Regions from separate parts of the Rattus norvegicus genome. Here region 2 is linked to region 1. The links are chromatin contacts, called in public Hi-C maps. All regions are on one chromosome and are shown on one strand. Each heading gives the region's core, a stretch centred on a gene start, on an enhancer-like site or on the middle of the called end of the contact. The rest is flanking DNA. Distances are from core to core; before and after follow the strand shown. Region 1 overlaps Got1 (glutamic-oxaloacetic transaminase 1). Region 2 holds the start of Nkx2-3 (NK2 homeobox 3).

Region 1 (7,639 bases), core at 2,132-4,631:
CCCTGCAGCCCGGGGAAGGACAGATCAGCGGAATGAAGCGAGAGGAATCCCCAAGTCACTGTGTCTCCCGGGATGTCAGTTTGGACGTCTAGAGATTAATCTCTCTATACGTTTGCTTCAGAAGAAGAGGTTCAGGGAGCATAGAGGCCAAGTTGTGAGCCAGACACAAAACTTCAGGTTTTAAGTGAAAATCAAAGCAGGAAAAAAAAAACTTACATGAAAAGATTGTAAGTTGTTCAGTTTGTGTAGCCATGATAAACCAAAGAGTGCCCAGGTCGGCCAGGAAGGGTGCTCCGTGCTGTCACGGGACTTCACTGTGCTTGACACAGGAATGTTGAATGCTCACTTTTCTTTTCCACATACCCCCACCTCAAGCCTCTTACTACATCCCTTGATGGTAAGCTAAGTATTCCAAAAACCTACCAGATCCAGGGGTTTTAGTCCTGGATGTGGGGGCAGATGCAATTCTAATCATAACCACAAGGTGGCAGAATGACCGTGCATATCTACTCCTAAGACTAATGTAGGTGTTGGGAAACACAGCCAGCCCAAGGGAAATTTAAAAGTCAAGTTTGAGTTTCTGATTTATTTCCCACCCCGTCCTTGCACACCTCCAGCCAGTGCCCAGAGACTCAGTGCTGCCTGCTGAATCTCCAAACCATTCCCTAGCTGCCACCCCCAGCCCCTGCCCCTATTCAGTCACAGGAAAATACTTGCCCACAGGAACTTTAACTCAGGGGTTGTTAGCCTGGGGCGTTACCCCAGGGCAGTCCATAGTTTGACTCCAGGGGAGCTAAGGAGCCCTTAAAACTGTCGGAACGTAGTGTTTTTGTGTGTTTTCCAGAGACATAAGCTTTCTTCATGTTCTCAAAGTTCCCAGATCCACGAAGGCTTTTTAACAGTTTTAAGTAATGGAACTTTCAGCCCAATGTTTCTGCAATGCAGAGCGAATACTGGGACACTTGAGAATAGTGTTTAGGTATAGGTGGTCAAGCATTCTTGTCGGTGGGGCAAGGTTGACACCCACTTAAGACAGGGTCCTCAGAAATCGCTGACACATCACACAGTAGGGTGACAACCTACATCCCATATAACTTTTGCCCACTGTCTACCAAAACCACAGTAGGTGTTGCCAAGAGGGTCAGCCCACAGGAGGGAAGATTGGAGCCAGAGATGCTTCTTCTTCGTGTGTCACTGACTTCACATGCCCCTTGTTTAGCCTGGCTGCCCTGAGGGGCCATGCATGTGTTCTAGCTAAGTCCACGCCACCTCTCCCTACCTGCTCCTGCCTGCTCGGAATCCAGTGCTAGCACTTAGTGCTGGGTGTCTCAGACCTAGGCCAGTAAGTGATGAGTTTGGAACAAGATCTCGAAAGGGAGCCTGCTAGGTAAATGAAGTTCCCTCTCATTAACCCTTTGGCCACCCCTGCTGTCACATTAGCCCCTCCCTCTGCAGAACCTCTAAGGGACCTGTCACCATTCCTTTCCCTAGCTCCCAAGCCCCACCCCCACCCCAGATTTTCTTCAGGTTAAAATACATTTTAAAAAAGAGATTTTAAAATAAAGCATTTATGAAGACTCAATAAATTGTAAATAATTTTTAAATAAAATAAAAAAAATGTATCTCCTGGACTAGCTGCTTTGCCTGCCCGAGGGATTCCGGAGTTCTAAAGCAATTTCATTTGAGATGCATGCTGGACAGTGCACATGTGTCACATCCCACCTGTGGCCCATCTGCCCGCAAGGATACGCCCCTCGAGGCAGGTGGGAGGCTGAGGTAAGGTTACAGCAAAGTTCGGATACTTTGCTTTGGGAACCCAGGTGGGTCAGGGTTTTTATAGGAATGACTGGGAAGTAAACAGAAACCTGGGTATAAATGGAGACAAAAGGGGTATTAAGAGGATAATGATTAGGGCCAGCGGCTGCTGAACCCACGTGACCATGAGATCAGGATGTTGGAGGCCAGACTCAGACACGCCCCTGAGACTCTGCCGGCTTCACTAGTGAGGTTCTTCAGACCTTCCCGGACAGTCTGACCCCATCCCAGCAGTCTCTAAGCAAAGACTAGAGGCAGGAAAGAGAGCAGTGGGCCAAAGGCTCCATTTGCAGTGAAAGCTAGCTTGGAGATGGACCAGCCGGCAGCTGACAAGCTGCGGAACAAGACCGTTACTGGGCTAAACCGGAACAATTTAAGATTCATTCCTTAACCCCGCAACAACTGTTTCCTCTGGGCTATACTTATCATATCTAATAAGGACCCATCGGCTCATTTCTCAAATCTCCCCCTCAAAGGCATTGATCTGCCTGAGACTTTAGATAACTTGCTTGAGGTTGTCCTGCCACCTCTCAGGGGCGTGTCTGAGTGTGGCCCCCAACATCCTGAGTTGAAGTTTCCTGTTTGCCCACCTCTGAAGTCTACCATGCACCCATGTCTGAGAGGTCGTGCAGGGTCCCCCAAACATCCAGAGCCCCAGACACAGTACAGGACATGCTAACCAAGATATATGAACACACAAGGTCAAATTCCCACTTCATTTTTTTCCTTTAAAATACTAAAAAGCATTTTCAGCATGTTGGTACTGGCATTGAGACTTAAAGCTGTTTCCTTAATTTAAATAGTTTTGGCACTTCCCCTAGAGAGAGATTCTCTTTCCCTGAACAAGAAAAATACGCCCTACTGAGTTTACTGGGAAGGACATTTTGGAGGGCCACATGGATCAAAATTATTTTTTTAATGTATTCATGTGTATGCCTTAGCATATGTAGGTACGCCCTGGAAGCTAGAAGAGGGTGTCAGATCCCCTTGAACTGCAATTCCTGGCAGTTATGAGAGGTCATGTGGGTGCTGGAAAGGAAACCCCAGTCCTGGGAAAGAGCAACAAGGAATCTTAACTGCCGAGCCATCGTGCCTGCCAAATCAAACCTCAACCAAGTCTGTCCCCAACAGAGGTACTGTGTCTGATGGCTTAGGTCACACCAAGGGAGAATGCAAGAAACTCATGCTGGGATGGCAACATCTTAAAGTTGAAGGAACAAAGGTTGATGAAGGATACAAAAGGAAACAAGTGACAAGCTTACATCTAATAACCTTTACTTCACCCACACCCACCAGCCTTGGGCACCTTCCAGACAGAAGGAATGAGGGCGGAGAGCTTTGTACAAGAAAGCCAGACCAGGGGTAACACTGTTGCTCTCAAGAGGCAGGAAGGCCGCCTGTTCGGTACCAACAGACTGATTCAAAGAAAGGAATAAGGAACGACAAAAGCAAACCAAATTCTGGATCAAGGTCCAAGATCTTTTTTTAACTAAAAGGCACTACTGACAGAACAGGGTGCCTTAGTAAACTTGGGAGGAATTCCTCACCACACCCAGAGGAAAGAGGGTGAGTCAGGGACGACAGGAAGCAGGCTGATTCACTGGGGGAGCCAGGCTGGACCTGGTGACTTCTGGAGCCCATCATCTTTAAAACTTTAGGATTTTATACCACACGGGAGTCCTGGGAAATCTGAAAAGCCACTCTTAAATATTTTGAAGTATTCTGAAACATTTAAAAGTGGTTACTCTGTTGCTTAAAATAAAGCACAACCCTACCAATTTTTCCACAACCACCATTCACAGAGTTCAGGGACTCCGGAAATTGTGGTGTGTTTAAGCAGCTGTAATTTTTCCAATTCGCTAGGGACATAACAGTTCCAGTAGTTACGGGAAGAGCTGGTATTCTAGAGTCCCTCTAAATGATATCATCCCAGTTTCTTAAGAAAAATAAGAAAATGGCGGGCATCTGAATGATAAACGTGCAAAAGCAGCATGGACTTACAGCCGAGATCCCACTGGAACTTTCGATTTCGAAAACACATTTTGTTTTGTTTTGTTTTGTTTTTCTACCTTTTGCCATTAGCAAATCCCTCTAAAGACTTCTTTCTAAATTGTGGGTCACAACTCATTAATGGATCACAAACTCAATTAATTCCCTTTGTCTTGATCAGCATTTTTATTTTTTTAAATGAAACAGAACACGACAGAAGAGACTAAGAAAATGTCACAATGTGCCACGTATCACAAGAGCAAATACCGTTTAGCGGAACTTTCATCTCAGTTAAATATGTAAATCCACTTGTGTGTCATGATATAAATACTGGCCACAGTGGCCTTAAAAAACTAATGTTCCAAGACCAGGGTCACAACCATGCGGAAAGATCAGGGGGCCGAGAGACAGAGACGATGGAAATGGTGAGTTTTAATGCCAACATCCACAGTCACAGCTGGCTCCTCAGACAACTTGATTTTGGGGACAGGACTCTGTACAGACTCAAGCAACGTGCAGAAGCCCACGGCTTCGTGGGCAACACTCCTGCAGAATACTACAGAGGAAGGCAAGGTGATTACATCTCATATCAAAGGGTTTTTTATTCTTAAATAACTTTAATCTGCTCTGGTTTCCAAAAGGCCCTAACCCCAGTCATCCCCCCACCCGACCCAGGTTCATTTCAAGAAATGTCTTCTCTTGTGGGGCCAGCTAAACAGCGGCTGCCTCCCCATGGTGGTCATCTCTAATAAACAACATGTACGGCTAGGTTTGCGCAGGCAGGAAAGCTGTGACAGGAACTGCTTTGGTGGTATGAACTACTCGGTGTTTCTTCACTGGAATTTGGTGACAGCTTCATTGATGGAGGTAGCCACGTAATCTAGGTTCTTGGTGGTCAAGCCGCACATGTTGATCCGACCGCTCGGCATCAGATAGATGTGCTTCTCGTTGACCAAATACTCGACCTGCTTGGCTGTAGAGAAGACAGGAGAGTAGACACTGACTTAAGCAGTGGATCCTTCTTCTCCCTAACACAGACGAGCTAAACCAAAGGAGCTTCTTTGTCCTTTCGTGCAATCAACAAACAGAAAACTACTCACGAGATCCCACAAAGACTTCCCCCGTAATTCATGTTCAGTTCTCAGGGCGTTCACAATATCACTACAGCAGAAGGGGAAAGCTTTGACTCCCGGATGACCTCCCAGTCAGACTTTGCATATTAGATACCCCTCTCAACTGAGAACGACCATCAGACACAAGGGCAGTACCCTGATCGGAAAACTGGTTACTCCACACCGGCTTTGGGTCTCCCCCAGTTTGGCTGCGTAGTCCTGAACATCCAACAAGCTCGGTCTCCAGCATTTCATTCCACAGTACATCAGACAGGAGCTCATCCCAAAGTTCAGATAACCAACATGGAGGTGAACCAACAGGCTGAGACACTACCCAGGCCCTGTGACCTAGGACCATCAGATCCTACCCTCTGGACCATTCACTCCTCAGCCTCCCTGGAGGCAGCAGGGATTCCATGTTTGCAGAAAAAAAACCCACATACGAAAGCAGAAGGGGACAGACACCGCACTCCTTCAATCACTACCGTGATTGTGTTTCTCTGCAAAACTGTGACAGAATTCTATCATATTGTTTTGCTTAATTAGCACGTCGAAAACAGAGGGTAATAAAATCACACAAAGTGGCGGGCAATGTGGCATGCTGGGGGGCAGTGTTGCAAGCGTGTCGGTTCATGCCCATTTCACAGATGGGCAGAGGGAAAGTTCAACGCTCTCCTCTGCCTGCCTCCTGAGTGCTGAATGAAAAGCTGTGTGCCACCACACCTGGATCCGCATGTTTTCTTAATAAAATGGGGGGGGGCATAGAACAAACACTGTTGTTAAAATACAGTGAATGAAGCTGGTGGTGGTGGTGGTGGTGGTGCGCACCTTTAATCCCAGCACTTGGGAGGCAGAGGCAGGCAGATCTCTGAGTCTCAGTCCAGGCTGATCTACAGAGCAAGTTCCAGGAAGGCCAGGGCTACACAGAGAAACCCTATCTTGGAACTCTCCCCCAATACCCCCAGAAAACGCAAAACCAAAACCAAAATGATGACTGGTGTCAGAGGCATCAGTCTATTCCTACCACTTCTTGCAGAGTTAGGACAAAATCATTTTCCTACTCTGAAGAGTAGAAGAATGCTCTCGTGGGGATCCCCCTTCTGTGAGCTCTTAGAGGCTCACACACCATCCTCGGTCCCATTTTTATTTCCAGCTGCACAAAGATGACTTTTCAACGAACTCTACCCCACAATCGTGAGGACACCTACTGCTAACCAAGCCGCTCGCCACTTTCTGGGGCAGCCTCATTTCAATACAAATCTATAACACAATCTTGATCACATCTTCCTGTTTATCTCCTTTGGTTTGTTCCTCAGCCCATTTCAAGCCAGAACTGACAGCCCTGACATTGTCTGGGGCCCCTAGTGTTTCCCTGACAACAGACAGCAACATGTATCCGCCCCTGGAGCCACCAGGATGACAGGTGAGTGGGTCCTCTGTAGCAGTCTAACAGCAGGTATCCAGCAGGCACTGAGAAACTCCTTAGTAAGAAATGGTTCCTCTATCATAATGGAACTCTGCTGACAGCTGGCCCAAACCAAGCCCACTGGATCTCCAATCAGCTTTTAATCCCAACTACCTACCCAATTTTTAAATTAATGACAAGGAAAGATAACTTTACAACATCTTTTCAAGAGTACTACCTGGAGACTGCAAAAGCCCTGTTAAGTTCGGTCCCTAAGGAATCACATGTAGCATTTACACTAATTAAGGTAAAGCCAGAAGCACTCAATGATTTATGAGAAACTGGTTATAAATTAAAAGATCCCGTTATTTCCAAGCAAGCTCTAAGTTACTTTCTGACCTAAAAAAAAAAAAAAAAAGTAACAAAATCATGGGTCAAAAGGCCAGACCAGGACAATGCTCTTGAGACCAGAGGAGCTGGGGAGATCAGACTGAGAAGACCTAACTTGCTCTGATCCTAAGTGACGTCTGACCGATTGGCAACGGCTGCCTAAAAACTGTTGCACCTGTGTGTGTACATGTGTGTACATGGGGGGAGCCACTTACGGTTCAACCCAGTAAAGCTGAACATTCCAATCTGCTCAGTGATGTGAGACCAAGTCCCGGGAGTCTTGAGAGCTTCTAGTCGCGCCCTGAGTTCGGATCTCATGGTCAGAATCCGGTCAGCCATTGTCTTCACGTTTCCTTTCCTGGGACATGAGCAGTGGTCATCAACACCCATGCATGAAGACAGGGTTCACACACATAGGTTTAAAAGCTGTGATTCAGGCCAGGCGGTGGCGGTGTGTGCCCTTAGCCCCGGCACTCAGGAGGCAGAGACAGGAAGAGCTCTGTGAGCTTGAGGCCAGACTGGTCTGGAGTTCCAGGCTGGCCTGCGACCCACAGCAAGACCCTGTGCCCAAACACACACACAAAAACACCCCGCAATTCAGACTGAAAGCTTATCATGAGCTCACAACCTGTCCATTATGGTACCTGGGTTCCTGGCCAGGTAAATGAACAGCCAGTGACACAGACACAGAGGGGAGTCAGCAGGGACTATACTTAGAAATAAAGCCCAGCTATAATACACTAACACCCTTTCCGGCCTCCCTGGAGTACTGATACCAACAGTATCAGGTACTCCACTGGGCCTAGCTGATCTATTTATCATACACTTAGCCATGACATGAAAGCCATGGTCTTCTCAGATAAAACAAGGTCTTCACTCTTATCTGCATTTCGGATTCCTGTGATTTCAGTTACCTTTGGTTAACCAC
Region 2 (7,639 bases), core at 3,518-6,017, 130 kb after region 1:
GGGGGTGACAAGTGACATTACGGACACTGACGGAGCAAGTTCTGAGGAAGAGGACCTCCAGGTTAGGCGATCTGGCCGGCGCTTCCTTGGAGGTATTGGAGTGGAGCCTCGGAGAACAAGTTTCCATTCGTGGCAATGAGGGTGGGAAAGGCACTCCAGGTGGCAGGGACAGCTAGAGCAAAGATGAAGTGGAATTTGACACGTCGCCCATATTTCCTCTCCTTAGAAATCCATAGTCCGGTATTTACTGGCCAGGAAGTTTTCCTGCCCTGAAGCAGCTGGAAAGCCACAGTGCTGTGGCCTCCTTCCAAGACTTTGTTGGTTCATGGACAGCGAGCCTCTCAGAACTGCCCCTGGTCGGGAAGGTGCAGCAAGGTGGAGCAGGAATCGGTGACTCGGATACCCGGTTCTTTGCAGCTTCTCCCACCGCGACTTGGACCTCGGGACCCCAATCTAGTCCCTGTCTATTTCTGGTACCGCTGCAACATCCCACTGGGTGGACGCAGAGGGCGTGGCCCACAGACGCCAGAACCAATTGGGAAGGACGCCAGGATGCCGACCCCGCCCATCGACGTGACGCAGGGCCCCGGGACAGAGGCTTCACAGCCCCGGCCCCAGTCCTTGCAGTGGCTGTAACAAAACCCAGACCCCCAGGTCCCGGCCAATGGAGGCGTTTTAGACTGGAGCTGGACCGCGTCTGTCAAAAGCTCGACTCCGCACCACCGTGGAGTCCAGAAGACGAGCTGGAGCCACCGCACTCCCTCCCCGCCCCCGCCGGGATTTATTGAGTATTTGGACTGGACAATTAAGTGGCCCTGATGATGATACCAAGCCCGGTCACCTCCACCCCTTTCTCAGTCAAAGACATTTTGAATCTGGAACAGCAGCGGCACTTCCACGGAGCACACTTGCAGGCGGAATTGGAGCAGCACTTACACTCGGCGCCCTGCATGCTGGCAGCTGCTGAAGGGACGCAGTTTTCTGATGCAGGGGAGGAGGACGAGGAAGAAGAGGGAGAGAAATTGTCCTATTTGAACTCACTAGCGGCCGCCGAGGGCCACGGAGTTTCGGGTCTCTGTCCTCAGAGCTATGTCCATACAGTCCTTCGAGACTCTTGCAGCGGGCCCAAGGAGCAAGAAGAGGAGGTTGTGAGCGAACGGAGCCAAAGTGAGTACAGGGGGAAAGAAACGCGTCCGTACACCTGGGGCACTGGCTCAACGCCCATAAACAACCCATAAACCTTGCCAGCATGGCCACCCGCCCCTTTCACATTCGACTAGGGTCATGCCTACGCCAGGTTCACGGACAGCTCTGCAAAGCACAGGTACCTGAGATGGGGCTGGGGCAGGGGAAAAAAAAACGAGAAGGTGATTCTGAGAACTACTCTTCCCCGGAGCAGGGAGCGGGAGCAGTCCCCGAAGGAAGGAAAGAGATGACTGCGATCCTGCTTCCTTGAGCAATGAGTGACGGGGGCCCAGAGGCAGGGAGTTAACTTCTCCGTGTGTGTGTGTGTGTGTGTGTGTGTGTGTGTGTGTGTGTGTGTTCTTTCGCACACCCCTCTTCTAAAAAAAAAAAAAAAAAAAAAGAGGGTCAGTTGTCTGCCATTTTCTCTGTCTTTCTTCTAATGTGAGGTGAGTTCAGTGAGGCCAGCACAGTCACCCCGGCTCTTCCGAAAAGGCAGTGCAGGCAGATTGTGTTTTGACCGCCCTTTCGGACAAGAAACCTTGATAGACAGCACCTTTCTTCTGAGCTTGCAGCTCTCCCTTCTCACACGCGCAGGACTCGGCGGAGGAGAGGGGGTGGTTGATGTGTGGGAGCGCGATCTATATTAGATGACCACTCCAAGTCACACCCATGAGGTGAAGGCCTCTAAAAAAATATCCCAGTGCTCGCTTTGTGTCTTATGCTGCTGATGGAGTAGAATGGGTAAAGTTTCTAATTTAGTTGGGGATTCTGGCCGCTCAGCAGATCAGAGGTGAGTTAGGTAGGAAAATCGGATAACCGAATCAATCCATAAGAAAATATCCGAAAGGGAGAATCAAACAATCTCTTCTCCAAGTGGAGATTCAATCAGGCTGAGACCAAGATCTTTTCTCTGACAGCTCGCCAGGCCTAACACAGGCATGAACCTGTCTAAATCGGTCCATCCAACTTTTTTTTTCCTCTGTAAGGTAATATACAAATATTGTCACAGACACATTCTCAGTAGTTTTGAGAATTAAAAAAAAATTCTTAAGCTGCACATACGCCTTTCACTTAGATATTAAAATTTTTCTGCAATCAACCCATGCATCCAGGCCGCCTGCCCCCAATACCAACAAGTTTCACACCTTCGGGAGAGCGGAAAGCAAACGAATTTGCAAATATTGTGTTCCTTGATCGCCTGAAAATTGTCATTAGCCCCTGGACCCGCACACTTAATCTCTTTTCTTGCTAATGCTCAAATTTAATAAATACAGTCTAACTATTCCCCACAGAACGAACATGCCTTCTCCCGGTTAGGGGGTCCGCCTGATGCGGGAGCCCTTGGGCACCAGGAACCATAAACTTTCTCCAAATCTAGCATTTACTACGGGGTGTTCTGTGCCTCTAGGGCTTAGGGGTGGTATCCTGGGAACTAGAAAGGCTAATGTCTTGCTTCTTCCTTAGAAAGCTGCCAGTTGAAGAAGTCTCTCGAAGCGGCGGGAGACTGTAAAGCGAGCGAGGACGGCGAGAGGCCGAAGCCTCGCAGCCGCCGGAAGCCCCGGGTGCTCTTCTCGCAAGCTCAGGTCTTTGAGCTGGAGCGCAGGTTCAAGCAGCAGCGGTACCTGTCGGCGCCCGAGCGCGAGCATCTTGCCAGCAGCCTGAAGCTCACGTCCACACAGGTGAAGATCTGGTTCCAGAATCGCAGGTACAAGTGCAAGAGACAGCGACAGGACAAGTCCCTGGAGCTGGGGACCCACGCGCCGCCGCCGCCGCCCCGCCGCGTGGCAGTGCCGGTGCTCGTGCGGGACGGCAAACCGTGCGTCACTCCCAGCGCGCAAGCCTACGGCTCGCCCTACGGCGTGGGTGCCGGCGCCTACTCCTACAACAGCTTCCCCGCCTACGGCTACGGGAACTCGGCGGCCGCAGCCGCTGCAGCAGCAGCAGCCGCAGCCGCAGCCGCGGCTTACAGCGGCAGCTACGGCTGCGCCTACCCGACAGGCGGCGGCGGCGGTGGTGGCGGCGCAGCCTCCGCCGCGACCACCGCAATGCAACCCGCCTGCAGCGCCACCGGCGGCGGATCTTTTGTGAACGTGGGCAACCTGGGAGGCTTCGGCAGCGGCGGCGGCGCGCAACCCTTGCATCAAGGTGCCGCAGCTGGAGCCGCGTGCGCGCAGGGGACCTTGCAGGGCATCAGGGCTTGGTAAGGTCTGGGCAGGACACGCGGCTGGCGTCCTACCGCAAGCTGGGCGCCGCGGGAACGAGACACGAGAAAGGACAGACCCAAGGGCCATGTCCCCTCGTTAAAATAAAATACAGACGTATCGCTCCTTCCAAGGGGCCAGGGTCGCAGCACACTCCAGGCCTGGGAAAGGGCTCAGCGGAGAAAAGATGCCCTGGTCCAGTCGTCGTCAAGACTGTTTGAGACAGAAACACCGGCCGGGCGCCAGGGAGCAGGTGGCCTCCCCACCCTGGCTCTGTGGGGAGTGCGGGAGGCTGTCGCTTGCTCTCCGGAGGAGGAGGGGGTGCTTTTCTCTTGCCTTCCCTTGGCCTTCTCGTAGTGTGGTCAGGGAACCGGACCGAACAGGGAGGCAAAAGGAAAGGAAGAACAATAAAAGGAAAAAAAAGTTGGAGAGAGAGCGTGAAGGAGAGGAAAATGGGGTACTAGCTTGAGAAATCCCACCGATCCGAAGCCCCTCTTGCTCTCCCGGAGCGCCACAACGCAGTGGAGTTTTCGTTTTCCAACTGTTTTCCTTCCGAGACAGACTCCGCCCGGATCCCTGGATTGTCAGGGGACTCTTCTTGGAGACCACCACCGCAGTGAGATCGAAAGTTGGGGGGAAGGGAGGCAGCTGAGCAAATCCAAGACCTGAAGGCCCAACCTAGGCTGTCGCCAGGTTGGTTTCCTTTCTGTTTTGTATTCTGTATTCCGCACATTATCTCTATATACTATAACCACACGCCGTGTACACATCCGCTGTCACACACTACAGGAGTCAATAAAGAAGGTGCAATATTTCTGAGCTGTTTGGCTTGCTGCAAGACTTGTTTAGCCCCAAAGACTGGAGAGGGCCCCCCTTAAAGGGAATGGGAAGTGAGGGGAAGTACCCTGGCCATCTCTGCCTGGTGCCCCTTAGCCAGGCCCCTGGCTGCAAGTTTGGTCTCTTCTTTAGCTTTGTTTGTTAATTTCTTTTTAGTGTTGTGAGCCGAACAGGATGGAGGAAGGCTCTGGGTCTCCTGAGGTCGGGAACTTTGTAATCCCCCATACCAGCCCACCCCCGCTACATTTTACCCAGATGCACAGACTTGGTGCGGGGACCCGCCTTGGTCAAGCTGGGACTCTGCCCCACCTCCAGGGTCTCCGAGGAAGAAGTTGGCCTTCAGGCTCAGCCTTGGGCGGCTCCTCCCTTGGCCGCCACCCGGCCTTGGAGCTCGCCCGGGGGCGCTGCACTGCGCCGCGCCCCGCCGCGGCTGAGCTCTCCCCCTCGGCCGCCCTCCCTTCTCCCCCGGCGGCCGCGGCTTTATGCGGCTCCTTGTCACTTGCGGAGAATGCCTGTGCGAGGCCAGTGCTGCCACACGGCCGATTGTGAGCGTGCCAAGGCGGGTGAATGGGGAGGCCTCAGAGCGCCGCGCCATTGTGGGGCCGGCCCCGGCTGAAAGGCGGCTCCGGGCCGGGAAGGTGCGGAAAGAATGGCTTTTTATTGGAGTCCCGAACAAAAGGTGTGGTAGGAAGGCGAGGTCCCCTGCGCGAACAAAAACCCCAGCGCGTCGGATTGACGTCCCCCCCCCCCCCCGAGCTCCCCGTTGCTTCTCAGAGCGGGGGCTTTGTGCAGCAGTCTGCTCAACAGAGGGACGGAGAAATGCGCGGGGGGTTTTGTTCCCCGCATTTTTTTGTGTGTGGGGGAAGGGGTGGCCGGGGGGCCGGGGGCTGGGCGGGCAGCAGGGAGGGGCGCGCTGATTAGGCCGGGAGGGCCAGGGCGCTGAGAGGTTCAGCGGGAGTCGGCCGCCTGAATGCAGGGTCATTATTGCTACAAGTTTAGCAATTTCGCCGGTGCTGGAGGGGGTGGGGGCTGTTGGGTTGCTGAGGGGCTGCTAGGCTAGGGAGCTAGAGAGGGACTGCAAGAAAAAAAAAAAGAGGAGGAGAAAGGCAGGAAGGCAGGTTGGTCAGCAGGCAGGCAGGCTGGCAGGCAAGACAGTGTCCCCAAACCCTCTGACCGCCCAGGACGTCTGCCCTTGGGGATTCCAAAGAGCCTAGCCCGAATCTGTGGAAGTCGGAGGGAGGAGGGAGACCAGCCTCCTCTTTGCTCTCTGGTAGCTGAAGAGTCCCAGAGCTCGGCTTGAGTTAGTGCACAAGACTTCTGCACCCCCAGTTCGTTTAATCTTAACTTGCGGTGAGCTGAAGCCCCTCCTCCAGCCACTCCATAATCACTGGGGATGGGGTGGGGGGTGGCCCAAGCCACTCTTACCCTGCCCTGAGTTCCTGAAGCTGATGGCTGGAGAAGGTGTTCTCAGTTTCTCACTAGCTGGAAGATTCAGTCATTCAACGGTATACACCTAGAACCGATTTACTCTCACCGCCTTAGACGCTAGGAGTGGATGTAGTGGGAAACCACGGTCGGTCCAGAGATTCCTGGAATTCATTTTGTGTATGGAAGTGGGCTGGTGGGCTTGTGACAAAAAAAAACAAACAAATAAATGTGTTAATTGTTTTAATAGCGGATAGACTTAAAGTGTACATAGAGTAAAATACTAAAAATTGAAGTCCTTTGAGATAAGAGTCAGAGAAAGGCATTTAAGTTGATACCAGACTGGGAAAACTAAAGAAGTCAACCTTCTCTCTCAGACCTCAGACCTCTGCAGTGCCGTGTTGCCCCCTTATCTGGGACGTCTTTTAAAAAAAGATTTATTTATTTATGTGTGTGTGGTGTGTGTGTGTTCTCTATTTGCACATATGCTTGCATGACAGAAGAGGGTATCATCAGATCCCATTACAGATGTGTGTGAGCCACCATGTGGGTGCTGGGAATTGAACTCAGGACCTCTGAAAGAACAGCCAGTGCTCTTAACCCCTGAGCCATCTCTCCAGCACTCTCTGGGACATCTTCTATTCCCATCTTTCTGGTAAATTCCGGCTTCAAGGCCACACTTCTTTCCTGAACCCCTCAAATGGAGGTGATCATACCCTAATCCATGCCTCCAGAGTCTTAGGTACTTTCCAGTATTGTAATGTTATGTGGAGTGAAGAAGATTTATTTGTCTCCCTCCTTCAGTGAAGTAAGGTCATGGAGGCCCAAGCTAGCATCACTGATGTAGAAATTATAGTAAGATTCATGGGCTATGAGAGGGCTATGCATAGACTCCTTCACCAACTCTTTTTTGGGTGCTCCACAGCCATGCAGGTGGCCCTGGGGGTGTCAAGCTGTGTCTTTAGTATTGTCTGTAAGGGAAATGCAGAGGGGGCCTCTTGGCTTACCCTTGCTAGGGCAGGGCACGTGGCAGCTCATCTCAAAACACTGGTACCCAGTTCTGCCTTCTGTCCTCTAAGGCACCGTGCTGCCAGGGAACTCTCTGCCCTTAGACATCACACTTCTCCCTACAGCTCAGGGTAGGCAAGGAACCTTGGTGATGACTTTGACATCACACAGAGGGTGGGGGAGGATTTGAAAATAAGGAAGCGGGGTTTGGAAAGTAATGGGATTCCTCCACACTTACTGGGTGAGGATAGTGATATGTGAGTCAGGCTCAGCCTGCTCCACCCCAGGACGGAGCCTGCACTGGAGGAACTGAGGTCCCTAGGAGCAATAGCCCTGGCTCTCTTGGGGTTTCCTAGGTAGCTGCTCCCCCTCCCAAGACACCGTCTGGCATCCTGCTGGGCTGCAGATTCTCAATGCTCCCAGCACCAGATCCTCACCTTCTTGGGCTGCTTCCTCCTGTCCGGGTGAGTCTCCCCTGAGTCTGCATCCTTAGGTTCCAAGAGGAATGCAACCCCCAAAGAGGAAGCACAGCTGGGCCCGTGTGCTGACTTCCTTGTGGTTTGCGTGTCTTAAGATACTTAAAGCTAGCCTGGACCAGCCCTTCCAGCCCCCTGTCCCACTCTGGGAGCCTGTATACTCCAAAAATAAATAGCTCCCACTACTTCGTTAAAGGATTTCCGTCATTGCTGGGGTTCCAGAGCCAGGAACATCAGAGTGAAAAATCTTTGACCAGTTCAGCGTCATTTAACACCCCCACACACACACACACACCAGGGGTGGGGTGAGGAGATCTTTCTAAAACAGCTGCTCTATAAGATTGTCCTGCAAGCCTAGAGGAATCCCACCCAGTGCACCCCCTCCAGCCTTCTCACTACCCAAGAGCCCTTAAGCCGTCTCTCTGGGGCTCTACTGTCCCTCGCTAAGTTAGAGAGAAGGATAAATGGTCATTTCTAGCTGGCTTCTGGCTGGGTGGGCAGGATCCC

The links. A called contact is a pair of places that touch in the nucleus more often than the background predicts.
Region 2: a Hi-C map of the A7r5 cell line shows a contact between it and region 1, with 2.4 times the contacts expected there. The contact joins two enhancer-like sites. A contact is called at or near these places in 2 of 12 Hi-C or Micro-C datasets (the A7r5 cell line and Schwann cells).

Annotation. Positions count from the first base shown.
Region 1 is chr1:252,302,575-252,310,213 of GRCr8, forward strand. It overlaps Got1 (glutamic-oxaloacetic transaminase 1), which reads right to left. Exons shown (of 9, transcript NM_012571.2): 8 at 6,927-7,069; 9 at 3,967-4,777. The coding sequence ends at 4,638. It overlaps Cnnm1 (cyclin and CBS domain divalent metal cation transport mediator 1), which reads left to right. Exons shown (of 11, transcript NM_001107593.2): 11 at 1-1,631. Among named protein-coding and RNA genes, the nearest start is that of Got1, 23 kb to the right of the region's middle. Within about 2 kb of position 3,382, at least 12 of the 93 cell types and tissues checked have an H3K27ac peak or open chromatin away from gene starts, as enhancers often do. A contact at or near this core is called in the A7r5 cell line, where this site is marked.
Region 2 is chr1:252,426,539-252,434,177 of GRCr8, forward strand. Nkx2-3 (NK2 homeobox 3) reads left to right here and starts at 818. Exons shown (of 2, transcript NM_001107594.1): 1 at 818-1,167; 2 at 2,650-3,771. The coding sequence starts at 819. The coding sequence ends at 3,389. Within about 2 kb of position 4,768, at least 6 of the 93 cell types and tissues checked have an H3K27ac peak or open chromatin away from gene starts, as enhancers often do. A contact at or near this core is called in the A7r5 cell line, where this site is marked.